Regions from separate parts of the Callithrix jacchus genome. Here region 1 is linked to region 2. Evidence: chromatin contacts called from public Hi-C data. All regions are on one chromosome and are shown on one strand. Each heading gives the region's core, a stretch centred on a gene start, on an enhancer-like site or on the middle of the called end of the contact. The rest is flanking DNA. Distances are from core to core; before and after follow the strand shown.

Evidence for each region. Hi-C and Micro-C count contacts between places; a contact is called where the count stands out from the background.
Region 1: a Hi-C map of skeletal muscle shows a contact between it and region 2, with 9 times the contacts expected there. The contact joins two enhancer-like sites. A contact is called at or near these places in 3 of 3 Hi-C or Micro-C datasets (induced pluripotent stem cells and skeletal muscle).

The regions. Positions count from the first base shown.
Region 1 is chr4:117,944,686-117,947,582 of calJac240_pri, forward strand. The region is part of intron 10 of FYN (FYN proto-oncogene, Src family tyrosine kinase); the gene reads right to left. Among named protein-coding and RNA genes, the nearest start is that of TRAF3IP2, 88 kb to the left of the region's middle. Within about 2 kb of position 1,261, at least 9 of the 16 cell types and tissues checked have an H3K27ac peak or open chromatin away from gene starts, as enhancers often do. A contact at or near this core is called in skeletal muscle, where this site is marked.
Region 2 is chr4:117,902,686-117,905,921 of calJac240_pri, forward strand. No RefSeq gene overlaps it. Among named protein-coding and RNA genes, the nearest start is that of TRAF3IP2, 46 kb to the left of the region's middle. Within about 2 kb of position 1,421, at least 3 of the 16 cell types and tissues checked have an H3K27ac peak or open chromatin away from gene starts, as enhancers often do. A contact at or near this core is called in skeletal muscle, where this site is marked.

The DNA of each region.
Region 1 (2,897 bases), core at 11-2,510, 42 kb after region 2:
TTACTATCCCATGCCATCTTAGGCTTCTTTATATCAGTAGCTCCTAGAAAAGTCCCTTTCACACACAAGGCACTCAAATAACTGATGTTGGCATTATTTAGAGATCCTGATTGGGCAGAATTTAGCAAAGTGTTTATAACTAAAGAACTATCTGCTATAACTGAGTGAGATGTCCAGGTAATACAGAATAAGCAATCCCTCCAAATTTCTAGTTGCTTCTAGACTGATGTCCGCAGAAGGCCACCCTTGCAGGCTCAGGGCCTGGCCTTGACCTCCTCCCTGACATGGGCTGCTGCTCAGTCCTGGGTGGGCTGGGGGCGGTGGAAGAAAGCTGCACAGGAAGGACTGTGAAACCCAGCTCCACACTCCAATTCTGCCTGTGCCCTATGCAGTGCCACCTCATCTGCCTGAGGAGTGACAGATATTTCAGTGCACCCTGAGATGGGAAACTCACAACTGTTGTGAAAACAATTGCCATTCATGGTCCTAAAATATCTGTGTTTGGCGCATGTTTCTGAATGCTGCCTGCATTCCCATAATCAAGATGCAGCATGGCTGTGGCCTGTGGGTAACATAAAACCCAACTCGCAACTATTATTAGGCATGTGGACCAGCTGTCTGGAGGAGCTGATTAATTCCCAGCAGAAACTTCAGCACGCAGCACACATGCCATCTGCAGAGTACACCAGCAGACACACACCAGGCTCCCTCTCCCTCATAAAGCGGCCAGGGCAGGACAGGCCCTTAGGAGGAATTTTATAAACAGCTGGGTTGCCCCAGTGCTGGAAAAGAAAGGTCTCTCCAACTCCCTCACACATGCACACTAGGAGGTGCTCCTTAAAAACAGTCCCATTAAATAAAAGGGAAAATCTTTATTTTCTATTCCTTTTATCACTGATTTGATGAGAAGCAGTCAGCATAGCCTAGGATGGTAGATGCAACAGGGTCAGCCATATCTGGATTCAAATCCTGGCTCCACTATTTTACTGGCTATGTGACTTCGTACAAGTTACTTAACCCCTCTGAGTCTATTCCTGTTGTTTCCCTGCCCAGTCCTCCCATTTCCCCTGAGGCTTGGCACTTGGAAGGTATTTATAAATGACTCTGCCCCTGCCTCCCTGTCTGCTGCCTGACAGCATTTCTTGTATTCTCCTTGGACATCTGCCCCTCCCCGCCACATCATGTTCCCCCCAGTTCAGTTCTCCAGTTCGCTTCCTTCTTACTTCTCTCTTTCTAGTGTTTGACATGGATTTGAAGATGTTTGGGAAAGGGTAAAAAGAAGAAAAATGTTTGAAGAAGGGAGGATGGGAGCCTTGATTTAAAAATTAAGGAAATGCAGTACAAAGGCTATGAGGCTGGCCTTTTGAAAGGGGCTCTGACGGCATCCGGGGACATGATGGCAGAGCTGCGCAGCCAGCAGAAGGGCCATCAGGATGGCTGAGGTGGAGGAACGGTTGCGGGCCAGGCTGAGGGCAGCAACCTGAGGGAGGGGAACCAGTGAGGGTGCCAGTCACCCAGGGCCACAGCCTGAGGAGCCTCACTCCAGTGAATGTGGCATGGACTCAACATCCAGGCCCTGTTAACAGCACCCCTGCCAGCCACCTCTGGCTCCTGGCCCGGCAACCTCATTTACGCATGGTTCATGAGCGTTAACCACAAACCCTGTAGAGTCCAAAGTCCAGGAAAAGGGGGAAAAACTCAATTCACACAGAGAAGGGTGCATGCACGGCTCTTTCTAGCCCTTTCCTAAATCAAATATTCATGTCTCACAACCTTCGCCCACTCTCCTTCCTCATCTAAGGAGCTGGGATCTGACAGACTTGCCTCAGGATAAACTCCCTCATTCAGGGCAAGTCTCAGATCCACTGGCACTCAGGTCCTCTCGGCTCACCTTGCCTCAAAATCACATGCACATTCCTCTCTGGATGGCCAGTGCCAATCAAAGCTGCAGTGTGCCTTTGATTAGAGATACAGCACGCCATCTGGCCCAGCACTGGTGTGTGTGTGTGTGTGTGTGTGTGTGTGTGTGTGTGTAATGCACGGGCTTGTTTGCTGTGTGAGCATTTGGCTCCAGGACAAAAACTGCCACGTGTTGGGGAAATTCAAATAGCTGAGCTGTCTGACCAACATGTAATTCAGCATTTGGACATATCGGTAGCAGCCAGGGTCTTAGTTTAACATTTTCCCTCATCACTTGAGACTGCTAAAAATGCTTCCATTCTTGGAGTCAAATGAAGGGAAAGGATAACTGGCATGAAATGAAAGAATCAAGAGGAAGAGTACAAGGGAAAGAGAAGGAGAAGGAGAAAGAGAAAGAAATGAACTTCAGAGCTGGCCATTATGGAATGCAGTAGAAGGCACCACCCTGTAGTACATTCCAGTCACCGCTGTACTTTGCTTGGGATGACTAGGCTTTGGTAAAAATACCAACAATAAAAGTTCCCCCTTGCCCCAGTTATAAACACTGTATTTCACAGAGGAGCCTCTATTCGATTGCAAACTGCATATTTAATCCCACACTTTTACTTGGTGACCACTTTTTAAATATCTGGAAAGAGAAAATACTCCTAAAAACTCCTTCCTAGTATCTAATGCTCTAATAGCACCTGAAAAGCTGCCACATTGGAATGGCTGTGGAGTTGGGATATATTTTACTTAAAGGCTAATTTCTATAAATATTTTGCAGAGGGTGGGATGGAGGGAGAGGATGAAAGGAGGTGGAGATTTTCGAGTAACTATGCTGTTACCATCTATAGTCTCTCTAAGTCCTCTCTCCATTCTCCCTCTCCCTGCTCTGGACCCATAAGGTCTCATCGCTGAGTTCCTGGGACATCTACTTCTAGTTGGGTCTGGCAGAAGACCTGGAAGTGGGCAAAAGAGTGGGGTTGGGTGTGAAT
Region 2 (3,236 bases), core at 171-2,670:
CCCCACGTGCCGCGAGTTCAGACTGAGCTTGTCATCTTCTGCCTGCTTTCTATTCCTCTTCTGTATCGCCATCCTCCCAGTCACCTAAACCCACATCCCTCTAAGTCTCAGTCTCCTTGTCTGTAGAACAGAGATGATTATCATGTATCCTGAAGGTTGTTGTGAGAATTAACTTAGAGGATTCTCATGAAGTGTTTAGCATCATGCATGGTGCTATATGGTGTCTGCCAGTGTCCCCAACTTTTTTGCACCAGCACCAGGTTCATGGAAGACAGTTTTTCCATGGCCTGGGGGTGGGTGTGGGGGTTGGGGGGAGAGTTACAGGATGAAACCATTCCACCTCAGATTATCAGGCATTAGATTCTCCTAAGGAGCCTGCAACCTAGATCCCTCACGTGCACAGTTCACAATAGCGTTTGCACTCCTATGAGAATCTAAATGCCGCTGCTGATTTGACAGAAGGTAGAGCTCAGGCGGTAATGCTCACCCACTTACTTTCTGCTGTGCAGCCCAGTTCCTAACAGGACATGGATTGGTACCCGTCCACAGTCCAAGGGTTGGGGGCTGCAGAATCAACAGAAAGAACAATTGATTGGCTCTGGGGAACTACAGGAGTTAACTTGGAGTTTTGCTTATCCAATACAGGAGCTGGCAAACTTTTTCTGAAAAGGGCCAGATAGTAAGTGTTTTTGGCATCATATGTCATACAGTCTCTGTTGCAACTTCTCAGCTTTGCCATTGTTGGGCAAAACCAGCCACGGACAAGACATAAATGAAAGAGTATGCTGTGTTCCAAGAAAACATTATATACAAAAACAAGCAGGGGCCTATTGGACCGAAGGGTTGTTTTTTGCTGCCTCATGGTCTTTGCCGCACCTCATCTCATGAAGAGGCCATGTCTGTTTAGTTAATTGATTTTTCTCCAGGGTCTAGTGCAGTGCCTGGCACAGAGCAGACATTCCATAAATATTTATTAAAGGAATGATTAAATGAGAGAAAGCAAACAAGTAAGAACAAAAGAAAGACTGAGAAGAGACAAACCTTTGAGATCACCTGGATATCTGTGACAGGGTTCTGTGTAAGAAATAGAAACCACACTAAGGTTTTTAAGCAAAAAAAGAATATAACATAAAGAACTGCAAACTTGTTGGAGGGGCTGCAAGAGAGGGCTCTAGGCTGGGCCTCTGAGGATGGCTCCCAGAAAGTGGTAAAAGCAATTTGCCAGGGGAGCTATCGCCTCTGCCACAATCAGGAAAATGGACTCAGGAAGCTGCCATTGGAACTACTGACTGCAAGAACATCACGGCTGTAAGCCAAGGTCAGAAAGTGGTCAGAAGCCAGGAACAGCATGAATTACTGCCACTACCACATTTGCTAGGCAGAGGAACCTAGCCATTGCCACGTCCTTGAGATTCTTGTTGCCCATGAAACTGGAGAATGGTGATCAGTGGCTCCATGAACTTGCTTCAGAAAGTAGCCAAAAGCTGCAAGATGTTGGCCTCCGCCTTCCAAGCTTTGTGCAAACTCATCTAATTGGTGTAGCTGAACTTACAGTCATGATCCTAATGAAAAGAGAGTCTGGGCAGTGTAGTTTTTGGCTTCCTAGACTCTGCAGCATCAGGAGGCACCCTAGAAAGATGTGGGAATGGATTCATGCAACATTTAGCATAGAGTATACATTCTCATGATTGATTGCTACAGAGTAAACTATCTGAAGAGTTAATGGCTTAAAACCACGATCATTTGTTTTGTTCAGAGATTTGAAATTTGGGCAGAACTGGGTGGGGCCAGCTTGTCACTACTTCATGATGAGTCATCTGGGGTCATTCAGCATGGGCACCACCGTGTGAGCAAGCCCACGCACACATGGGAGCCCAAGTGGAGAGGAACTGAAGCTCCCAACAGTAGCCCCAGCTGAGCTCCTGAGGTCAACAGCTGGCATCAGCGTAGCAGCCGAGTTGATGCAGAGCCAGTGTGAAACTTGAGAGCCACTGTGATAGCAGCTCCTCCAGCCACACTTGAGCTGCCCTAGCTGATGCTGTGTGGAACAGGGGTGAGCTGGCCTCGATGAGTCCTGCCCAGATTGCAGATTCGTGACCAAAATAAACGGCTGTTTCTATTTCTGCCACTAAGTTTTGGAGTGGTTTGCTATGTAGTGAGAGATCCCCAGTATGTGCAGGTTGTGCTGAATGGGAAGGAGGGAGGGGAACAGATGGGGCAGTCAACAAGAAATGAAGCCGCCAAAGCCAGAGAGGGATAGTGGTTGACCTGAACGCAAGCTAGGTCCACCTCGCCCTGCACCCCAACATTCAGCCTTACCAGCTTTCTAACTTGGATGCTTCCTGAAAAATCAACCAAATGTGGTTTGCGGCTGTATCTGTCCAGGCAGCAGGTCAAAGCTTGGGCAGAATGCTGGAAGAACACTATAATTTTATAGGTACTGCTGTCTGGGGCCTCTGTTTCTCCCAGAAACTGCCCCTCGGCAATTTCTGATCATGGCAGAAGATTTAGATTTTGAAATTGCAAACCGTCAGAAAAAGGCAAGACTGACCTATGGTGGTTGTGATTTTTACACAGGGTTCCAGGAGAGTTCAGGTGATTTCAAACTACAGGGTTGTCACAGATAGTTGCGCCAGTTGTGTACTGCACAATTCTAGGGGGCACCATTCACATTCTAGTCATTATCCTTTTGCATATTTATTACAACAATTTCCTGGCAGATGGCAGCAAAGTGTCTTGAGGCAGGGTAGCTTTTTCGATTTGCATAAAGACGATTTATAGCAAGTGGCAGGAGGCATAGGTACAAAACTAGTGTCTAATAAATCTTCAGCCAGTAGCAGCGGTTGGGGAGAGAGATGGAAGGACTGGGGAGGAGTATTAGGATTAGGGAAGGCCCTTTTTCTTAACCAGAATGGGCACCCAACAGATAAGAAGTGTTGAGATTTGTGAGGTTCAAAGTTCAGCATCATGGGACCAGCAAGTTTGTAGAAGAGACAGGAATTAGTCTGGCAAAGGAAACAGGTTTGCCCTGAAAGGTAGTACTCTAAGGGCTGAATTTATTTTAAAAAACTTTTTTTTTTCAGAGACAGGGTCTTGCTTTATTGCCTAGGCTGGAGAGCAGTGGCACAATCACAGCTCACTGCACCCTTGACCTCCAGAGTTCAAGTGATCCCCTGCCACCTCAGCCTTCTGAGTAGCTGGAACTATAGGTGCGTACCACCATGCCCTCCAAAATG